Linked DNA regions of Mus musculus: region 2 is linked to region 1. A link is a contact called in public HiCAR-type data. All regions are on one chromosome and are shown on one strand. Each heading gives the region's core, a stretch centred on a gene start, on an enhancer-like site or on the middle of the called end of the contact. The rest is flanking DNA. Distances are from core to core; before and after follow the strand shown.

Region 1 (5,258 bases), core at 1,658-4,157:
TTTACTTACAGCTCATTTTTGTATAGCCTCCTGCTTCTCCTACATCTTTGGTAAAAGCTCCATTATACAATATGGCCAAAACATGAAGGACCAATACTGTCCAACTTTACCATGATATCCGGCTTGATTTTAATTTTCAGACACCCTCATTAAAAAAAAAAAAAAATTCCACCTTTTCCAGTACACTGCCTGTGCAGTCTACATTTCCCAAATTCCCTAAGTTTAATTCCTTGAGGATCGCTAAATTAATCCTTAAGGCTACAGAGAAACCAGAAGCTGCTTCACAATTCGGAATGACATTAACATTTGGTTCAAAAAGTTACTATAGTGGTCTCCATCTAGTTACAGGTCCTAGCCAGATCATCTTAAGATCCGGATACAACCAGCACAATGCTTACCCTTAAAGTTAATTTACATTCATTGTCATCTGTAGGTTCTTCCCGTCCAGCCTACTTCCCCTTTGTCATCCACATCTAAGCCATTCATTCAGCACATTTCCTTCCTTACAGGAGATAGATATACTACCGAACCAACAGGATATCTGCAGGAGTAAACCCTACAATCAAGCAAAACTAAATACCTTTTTAAAATAAAACATCTTTTCCAGTGTCTTAATGGAGATGTAGATCACTCATCTATTTAAAAAATGTCATTATCTTCGGTCTAGTCAGCTGCTGTAACGTGAAAACAGGAATGTGTATTTTCTTTCCAGCTACGTTAAAGGGGCATATAATTTGACTTTTTAAATGTTTTATTAGTGAGCAAATGTTTAGTAATTTTAAAACTACTGGTCTTAAGACATTTGAAACAAGGTAACATTCCAGTTTTGTCCAAAAGTCACTTTAAAATATCTACAAATATTTCATCTGTGTGAGGCATACACCATTATTGCTCCATTTTCTGGAAAGAGTATTTTTAAAGGTAAGAAGAGGGAAACAGCGAAGTTGCTAACTTTGCAGTGGAAGAGACCTGTAGGCTTTACAGGCTGCGCTGCTTGTTCTAGGCGGCAGTTAGCTAGGGTGAAGGGAGCTCGAGCTGTACTCCTCCTCATGCACGTTAATGGCTGACACTGCCAGGGGCTCCTGACATTACCTGTCTGACACACTCATGTGCAACTGGAACATTACACTGCTATTACTCATTATCTTGCCACTGTGGGCTTAGTTCACCATACTGGTCTTGGCTATAAAAGGTCACATTTGAAACTGCTAAAGTTAGCGCTAAGGAGGAAGGGGGGGGAGGCCTTAAATATAAAAGACAAACGGCAGTTTGATTAAGCAATAATTTTCAGTTTACTAGATGAAACAGACTTGGAACATAGTCTGCATGAATGCAAAATAAGCCATCTACAGCAAGTGATAAGAACCTGGGCAAAAAGGAAAAAAAGCATACATGGGGGGGAAGATTCTCTCGAAATAAAAAAATCAAACCATTATTATAAAGGACTTTACCAAGAGTTGCTATTACCCCACCCCGTTTGCTGGAAGTCACAAGGCATCTAGCACTGTATTCGTGTCAAATGTCAGATCAGAGCATCCTAACGCAAAGCCAAGAGGGAAAAAAAAAAAAAAAAGGAAACAAAGAAAACCCCCAACCCCACTAAACTGTAGAACAGTAACTCCAGAGTTCAGATTCAAAAAGAGAGTGGCAATTCAAAGAGGTGATGGAGGTGGCGATAATCCTAGGAATGGGTTTTGGATTTCTCTCCTTCCGGGGGCTGGGTGGAGGACGCTCATTAGGATTTGTAGTTAGAGGTTAACCATGTGAGCCCCTCATAGAGTCCGTCCCCGGAGGTGGCACAGGAGGGCTGCACATACCAGTTCCTGTCCCGAATCCGGGTCAGGCCCAGTTTCTCCTGGATCTCATGGGGTTTCATGGCATCGGGCAGGTCCTGCTTGTTGGCGAAGATGAGGATGATGGCGTCCCTCATCTCCCGGTCATTGATAATGCGGTGCAGCTCCTGGCGGGCCTCGTCGATGCGGTCGCGGTCGGCGCAGTCTACCACGAAGATCAGACCCTGGGTCCCGGTGTAGTAATGCCGCCAGAGCGGCCGGATCTTGTCCTGGCCGCCCACATCCCACACGTTGAACTTGACGTTTTTGTAAGTCACCGTCTCCACGTTGAAGCCCACCGTGGGGATGGTGGTCACCGATTGGCCCAGCTTCAACTTGTACAGGATCGTTGTCTTGCCGGCTGCGTCCAGGCCCAGCATGAGGATCCGCATTTCCTTGTTCCCGAAGATCTTGGATAGCACCTTCCCCATCGCGTCGGAAGAGCCGGGGCCGGGGGCATTCAGGTGTCCCGGGTCCCCTCAAGCCTACAACGCCGCCGCGAGCCCGAAACGTCGCCGCCCCGCTGCGAGGACGCCCTGCGGCCTGCGCGAAGCTGCCGGCTAGGGGAGCAGGGGCCCGGCCTGCGCTCACTCGGGCATCGCCCGCCGCCGGGGCCCTGCGTCTGCGCCGGGAGAGCCGCCGCCCTGCTCAAGCGAGGCGAGGCGAGGCGCGGCCGGCCCGGAACTGCCCTTCCCCCCCGCAGGCGCCGCGCGAACGAGCGAGCGAGCAAGCGCCGCCGACAGCTCCTCCGCCGCCTCGGCACGCGCCGGCTCCAACTGCGGCCGGCCTGCCGGCCTGCGAGCACCGGACTCGGCACCGACCCCGGTCACCACCCCGACGACGAGCGCGGCTCGGCGCCCGGTCAGGTCATGGATCCTCGCGGGAACTCGCGGGTGCTCGCCTGCAGGGACACAGAGAGGGAGAAGGGAGTTACCGCCGGGCCTCCGAGGGGGCGCCCAGACCGACGCGGCCCGCCTTTCGGGCTCGGCCCTTGAGGTTACCTCCAGCCGCCGCCCCGAGCGCGGGTTCCCTCCGGCCTCCACCTCCTCCTCCTAGCTCTGCTGCCGCCGCCGCCGCTGCCGGAAAAGGCGCCGAGGAAACCGCCTCACTTCCCCTCCCAACTGCGCACGCGCGCCTCGGCCCGACCGTTCGGAAGAGCGCGACCTCTGAAAGGAGAGTGGCCCGCGCTCTCGACGTCACGAGCGCCACGCGCCGGGGGGCGGGGCTACGGCGGCTCCCGGGGCTCAACGCCGGCGCCTCGCGGAACCTGCTGGCGTGGGGCTGGCCGTGTGCCCACCTGTCGCTCTACCCGGGGTCTCCGCGGGTCTCCTTCTCCGCCACTCGAAGGCGGGGCACGGATCCACCGAGGGCGGGCTTCGTCGGCCCTTAGGACCGGCGCCCCAGCCACGCTTCCCAGGCTCGCTCCCGGACCCCCTGCGCGAAGCCCCTCCCGCTCTCCCCAGCCTTCCTTCAGTTTCCTGGAAGACACGTGGGAGGCCAGTGTTCCATAGAATCCGCCAAAGTAGCCCGCACTTTTTGTACTCGAGTTGGGTCTGCCCCTAAGCCCTGCCTTTGAAAGTTTAAACTCGTTCTTTATAAGTCTGGTCTGAACCGCCCGCATTTCTTAAGAAACAGACTATCAGGGCCGACGAGATGACTGTGGGTAAAGCCTGCCACCGAGAGGGCGGACCCGCCTTCGTTCCCCAGGAAGGAGAGAACCAACTCCCTTGAATTGACTTCTGCTCTCCACGTACTATAAGGAAACTCTTTGGGTTTTGTTCTTATTTTCAAATACTTTTTTTCATTTAGTGTGCGTACGCACGGAGAGAGGTCAGAGGACAACCAAAGTCAGTTCTCCCCTTTCTTCATGTGGGTCCCAGGTATCAAGTCAAGCTTGGCGCCCGACGCTTTTACCTACTAAGCCATCTTGCTGGACCAGGAAACCTTTTTGTATTAAACGGATAGTGTTAAGGTTAAAGTAAGGTGAAATTTTTAATAAAAATAAACACGGGGAGAAAACTTAAGTTCAAGGAAGTTGCTACAACAGCATATGATAATATACTGTTTTTATTTTATAATTAAAAAAAAAAAAAAAGGAAGTCATCTGGTACAGCTCACACCTGTACCAGAAGTGATGAGACTGAGGCAGAGAGGGTCGCTGTAATTCTAGGTCAGTCTAGGCTAGAGAGTGTGCCACTCTATTTAACAAGTACTGGCCTCACAGTCGCTCAGGGTTATCTGAAATTATTCTCCAGCCTCCACCTCCCAGGACAGGGGTGACCCAATGGAGCAACAGGTATTTGAAACCACAGCAGGCTTTTTACTTGACTGAAGATTCGAACTCTGGAACTTACTGCTTACAAAGCAAGTGCTTTTTAATGCACCAAGCCATCTTCCCAGCCCCAATAATAAATGATTAAAGAATAATTATAGTACAAAACAAATAGCAATAGTCAGAAACTAGTCGCCAATAGTAAGAATTAAACTCTCTATGCCATGCTTTAAAAAAAATAGGTCAGTTTGGGGCTGGTTGATACTGCTCAGTGATTAAAGCACTTGTCACCCACCCTGACTTGGAGGACACCAAGCAAAATGTAATTTAAAGACATTCAAGGTGGTGTATGCCTTTAACCCCCGCACTGGAGAGACAGAGATTGATGAATATCTCTGAGATTGAGGCCAACCTGGTGTACATATTGAGCTCCAGGCCAAGTCAAGGTTACAAAGTGAGGTCCTAGCTCAAAAAAAAAAAAAGGTAAATTTTAAAATATTCCAAACACTTCCAAATAGTAATAATTTAGGCAACTATTAAACCATACCACAGATGAAACATCTTATTTTCTTGACCCCTTCTAGAGAATAATTTTTATTTGATGTTTCTATTATATTAATTGTACATAATCATTTTGCCCTCAAATGTGTATATAATGTTTTTCAGTTATTCTCCCCCTCTGTCACCTTCCCTTGCTCCCTTTCACTGACTTCCTTTTTAGTAGCCCCTTCTACTTTCATGCCTTTTTTTTTTTCTTTTACATTTTTGAGACACAGTGATTTCCTTAGTGTTGTTTATGGGAACATGGCACCTGACCAGTGGCTCCACCACTTACAACCTGCCTCTCCCTCCCCTTTCAACTGTTAGCTGCATATAAAATGGCTCTCTAAGGAGTACCTTGGCAGGCAAGAGCAAGCGTGTGGTGAAAGGTTGACCGATTTTCTAAGAAAGACTGGTGTGATATGAAAGTTCCAGCTAGTATTAAAAACATTGGGAAAACGACGGTCACAAGGGACTCAAGGATCCAAAACTGTATCTGCTCAAGAGTCCTACGTTTGAAGTGAGCCTTGAAGATCTACAGAATGATGAAGTTTCATTTAGAAATTTTAAGCTAGGGCTGGAGAGATGGCTCAGCGGTTAAGAGCACTGACTGC
Region 2 (5,258 bases), core at 1,334-3,833, 610 kb before region 1:
TGATGATGAAGACCCTCCCCGTCTGGCCCAGAAACAGGAAGCCAGGTGACCATGGTCTAAACCTTTAAAACTCGTAACTCTAAACCAGGTTTTCTCCTTTACATCGTTTTGTCAGACGATGGTCACAATCATGAGAAAGGTGACTAGTGTCGTTCTGCCACCAAACAGGAAGGTGATCTAAGACAACATGTAATGTTTTTTTCATGAGTTTAACATAGTTGATTTCAGAACTCCCATCCAGCTACAAAATCCTATGACTTTTCCTCTCATGAATGTGGAAAGCATACTTCACTCCATTCTCTGGAAAGCCCAGGTCTAAGGAACTATCTTAACAAGATCCCAGCAACCTCACTTCCTGTCCTCTGAGGTCAGCCTTGGGAATTTTAGGGCAACTTCTTTCTCCTTTACCTCCCTTCCTCAAATTCTTCACGGAAAACCCCATTGTCTTTTCTCTTTCACCCTTGCGTGTTCTCTATCTGCACTACCGACTCTTTAGAGCTAGCATTTGTATCTGAACCACAGCAATACTTGAGTGCGCTTCCTCTCCTCAGACAACGTGCTCTATGAACTGCGTTTGGGTAATGAAGGTTTACACAAGGAGCAACCCTTTGTTCTCTTTTTCTTTTTATTAGATATTTACATTTCAAATGTTATCCCCTTTCCCGGTTTGCCTTCCAAAAACTCCCTCTCCCCTCCTCTCTCCCCCTGCTCACCAACCCACCCACACCCGCTTCCTGGTCCTGGCATTCCCCTACACTGGGGCATAGAAACTTCACAGGACCAAGGGCCTCTCCTCCCATTGATGACCGACTAGGCCATCCTCTGCTACATATGCAGCTGGAGCTATGAGTCCCACCATGAGTAATCTTTGGTTGGTGATTTAGTCCCTGGGAGCTCTGAGAGTACTGGTTAGTTCATATTGTTGCTATGGGCTGCAAACCCCTTCAGCTCCTTGGGTCCTTTCTCTAGCTTTTTTTTTTTTTACTCTTATGCCATAATCAATCTGTCAGCAAACCCTGCTGCAACTCTAAAATGCCTACAATCACTTAGCGCTTGTCCTGCTGCCTTTATCCATATGCATGCTAGCAATATTTTTTTATCACCTCCCTTATTTTGAAACCCCACTCCCCCATTCAGTCTACTCTCACACAGCATCCAAAGTGATCGCATTAAATACGTCTCTCCTCTACTCCAAAGGCCTAGGTGGGTGGCCAGTTACCAAGGAACTTCATTTCCCTCTACTCTTCTCTGTTCCAGTTCCAGCTACGTGACCCTCTTCCTATTCCTACAATGAGCCAGAAACACGACCACTTGCAGTGACTTGCATTTGCTCTTCTGAGGCCTCACTCCAGATAGCACCATAGCAAGCTAATTCCAGCATTGCCTTCTCACTGGCTTCATTATCCGACCCCCTTTCCAAGCTGTGGGATCTCTCTTGTTTATGCTTCCTTCAGCGCTCACTCTGTTACATACTATGGCTTACTAGTTTTATTTTTTGTGATCTCTCTTCCCCATAACCGCAGGACCTTTGTTGTTATATCCCAGACACCTAAAACAGCACCTTGGATGCTGGGTGCTCAATAAAATATTTGTTATAGGATTATAGGGACCTTTAACAAGGAAACATTTCATAAAAACACAGGAGACAGACAACTGATTAAATGTCTTTGTGCATGGCTAAAAAAAAGAGCAGTTTGGTGTCTTGTTCTGAGGTTGGTGTTTTGCTTCTGTGTTTTAAGCACATTCTCTTCATTATGAAAGCCTTACTTTGATCAAGAGGAGTGAGTCCCAATCTTATTCTCCAAGTTATTCTGTGTACCTGAGCGAGTTAAAGAGAACAAAGTAGAATCTGATATATTAGATAGAAAACTCCCAGTTCTGAACTCTGGTGCTCAAAGGCTTCAAAATTCTAAGACTTAACTGCAAGAGAAGGCATGTGGTTATTAAGAATACATATTAAAATGATGAAATAAATACACTAACGTCAAATTTATCTTAGGAGCTGTAGAAACTCCATCTTCTTTTTTAATCCGAAAGCGCGGATGGGGATGGGGGGCACAAAAGGGGGTGGGCTACCAAGGGTTGGGGGAGATAATAAGAGGACAGAAGAAACGGAGACTCAGTTTTTACAGTAGTCACGCTGTCACCAGAAGAGTCATCTGTGTTACTAGGTGTAGCCCTCGCGGTCCCAGCACACCCGAGGGCTGCCTTCCCTCAGCAACCAGGACACGCGGCTGCGGTTGCGGGAAGCAGGGCGGTAGGCAAGTCCAAGGCGAGAGCCGCTCGCCGCCCAGCGGGCTCCGGACCGCCCGGACTCCAGCTCCCCAGCGGCGGGAGCCGGCCCGCGCAGCCGCACTGAGGGCCGCGATGGTCGCCACACCCGGCCCGTTAGCCGCCCGCCCGTCGCGAGTCGCCGCACGCAGCCGCGTCCGCGCCCGGCGGGGGAGGGGCGGCCCGTGCGCGTCGGCTTTCCCAGCATTCCCAGCGGCGCGGGGAAAGTTTACCGGACGTAGGCGGTGGCCGCAGCGGTAGCGGCTCCGGGCGGCGGACCATGGCCCTGGTGGGCGGCCGCGGCCCTGTCCCAAGGCGGCCTCGGGCGGCGTCGTTGAGCCGGCTGACTTCCCGGGAGGAGCTGCCCTGCGACTGAGCGGCGGCGGGCGCGCTTAGCGCGGCCAACATGCGGCGGAGCCTGCGGGCGGGCGCGGGCGGCGGAGACCCGAGGCGAAGGCGGCGGCGGCGGCCCGGGAGGCGGCGGCGGGCGGCAGGCTCGCGGCCCTAGCGAGGCTGCTGGGGCGGCGGCGGGAGTCGTCCGCGAGGATGCTGTCCCGCAAGAAAACCAAAAACGAGGTGTCTAAGCCGGCCGAGGTGCAGGGCAAGTACGTGAAGAAGGAGACGTCGCCCCTGCTGCGGAGTGAGTGTCGTGGGCGGTGGCGGGTGGGGACCCGGCGCAGCCTCGGGTGGTGCTGGAAGACCGACTCTGGGAAATGCATGGCTGTCCGTGGTGTTGGGGAAAAAGTGCTTCGACCCGGGCACCTCTCTGCTGGGTACGTCCGGGCCCCGCGTTTGCGACCATCGCAGCGCCACTCGTCGGCTCACGCACTCGCACACGCACACACACACGCGAGAGTGGATTCCTTCCTTAGTCCTGCAGCGGGACACAAACTTGTGAGGCAAAGAACCTGATACTTGATACTTGTAGCCACTACCAGCGTCCTAAGTAACACACACACACACACACACACACACACACACACACACACACACACACGAGAGACTTGATACTTGTAGCCACTACCAGCGCCCTAAGTAACACACACACACACACACACACACACACACACACACACACACACACACACACACACACACACACACACACACGAGAGAGAGACTGGATTCCTTAGTCCTTCAGCGGGACACAGACTTGTGAGGCAAAGAACCTGATACTTGTAGCCACTACCCAGAGTCTTTTCATTTCCCAGAGTAGACAAGCCATTAACGTATTTGGATTAGGCTTTGCTCCTAAAATTAAAAAAAGCAAAGTATTCAGAATAATTTCAGCCATACCAGGCAAGTTCCTAACTTTATTCCTCTTTCCGACATATGTTCCGTCCCCTCCCGTACGTAGCTTTTCTTCTCCGTTTAAAATATTTGAGTTTTTAACTTGAACGCCTTGATTCTCCTTTTTTAAAATTCTTGGGTAGTCAGAGAGCTAATCCTTTGGTTCTCATTCTAGGAGCTGGACCCCTTGTGTAAGTTTCCTTCTTGGAAACTGGAAGTAACCGTGTGACTTAAATTAAGCATTACCTCATATTGTAATTGGGAAAGCTGCTCACAGGGGTTCCTAGTATTTGCCCAAGATCCCGCAGAAAGGGGTGGAGAGCATATTTTTCCATTGTGACCATGTGTCCAGCCTTACAGGTTCTGTTAGTAGTTGGAGTGCTAGACAACACAGTTGGTGGGGTGGATGTGTCAGTAACTGAAACCATTTTTAAGAGCTTGTTTTTCTGTTTTTTTTAGGTGATAGCTTGCTTTTTGCTGCAAATAAAGTTTATTAAGCATCATTTGAAGTCATGCCACTTGTTGAGTCTTTTAGTGAGTGACTCCATACAGAATTTGTGTCATCGACAGTTAATTATTCCAATATTAAGTTACTGTAGTGTTAGCTTCTGACACCCTTAGTGACATTGATTTAATGAATTCAGAAAATGTGTTCTATATCCAGGTTTCATATTTTAAAGGTAGTTGCTTTCTAAGAACATGAAAGCTGTTTGCACATTCAAATCAGCAGCCATGACCTTGGTTTGGGTTATCTGCTTTTAAAGGAGCCATAATTCTTTCCAGGCTTTTTCAGTAGATCCAGGGTTTGTGTGCATCTTTGGAAGTAGATGACTTTATTTTTCAGTTTCCACACTGAAAGGTCTTGCTTTCTAGTTTTGATAATTGTGCTTAGAACCGGGTAATTCCTGATAGAAAGACAAAAAAAAAAAAATTACCAATAAAAAAGTCTTTTACAGGAAATCTGACTTTGCGGTTTTTTCTTTAAATTTTATTTTAATGAGATGTGTTTGTGAAGAAAGATTCTTGGTGATACTTAAATCAAGTGAAAACACCAAACTGTAGTCATACATGATGCTGGTAAAGGAATTGGTTTGTTAGGTTACTTTCAGCTTAGTGACATTGTATCATGTATGGCAATATGCAGCATCCATTCGTTTGTAGCTGAGTTTACACCTGCATATTAATGCAGATTATAAATGTATTTGCTTGGGAAAATAATCTTCATTTAAAGTTCTAGTATTGTCTTAAAATTTAAAATCTGTTTTCTTATGCCCTTTTGTTTGATATTTTGATCTCAGGATAGTAGACATAAATAACTTTAGACGAGTGTACTGACTTAATGCAATGGTGATTATATTTGTTTTATTATAGATCTCATGCCTTCATTCATTCGGCACGGTCCAACAATTCCCAGACGGACTGACCTCTGTCTTCCAGATTCAAGTGCTACTGCTTTCTCAGCTTCTGGAGATGGTGTAGTTTCAAGAAACCAGAGTTTCCTGAGAACTGCAATTCAAAGGACACCTCATGAAGTAATGAGAAGAGAAAGCCACAGACTGTCTGCCCCTTCTTACCTTGTCAGGAGCCTAGCAGATGTCCCTCGAGAGTGTGGCTCATCACAGTCATTTTTGACAGAAGTTAACTTTGCTGTTGAGAATGGAGACTCTGGCTCCCGATACTTCTTCTCAGATAACTTT

What was found. HiCAR-type assays count read pairs that join an accessible place to other places.
Region 2: a contact with region 1 is called in a HiCAR-type map of astrocytes, with 2.9 times the contacts expected there. The contact joins the promoter of Sav1 here to the promoter of Arf6 in region 1. A contact is called at or near these places in 2 of 39 promoter capture datasets (liver and pre-B cells), 2 of 484 Hi-C or Micro-C datasets (both in embryonic stem cells), 3 of 115 datasets of contacts at active chromatin or transcription factors (astrocytes, embryonic stem cells and memory CD8 T cells) and 1 of 9 other capture datasets (liver).

Annotation. Positions count from the first base shown.
Region 1 is chr12:69,369,799-69,375,056 of GRCm38.p6, reverse strand. Arf6 (ADP-ribosylation factor 6) reads right to left here and starts at 2,907. Exons shown (of 2, transcript NM_007481.3): 1 at 2,834-2,907; 2 at 1-2,733. The coding sequence starts at 2,263. The coding sequence ends at 1,736. It also overlaps the pseudogene Gm18113.
Region 2 is chr12:69,984,327-69,989,584 of GRCm38.p6, reverse strand. Sav1 (salvador family WW domain containing 1) reads left to right here and starts at 2,583. Exons shown (of 5, transcript NM_022028.2): 1 at 2,583-2,911; 2 at 4,933-5,258. The coding sequence starts at 2,818.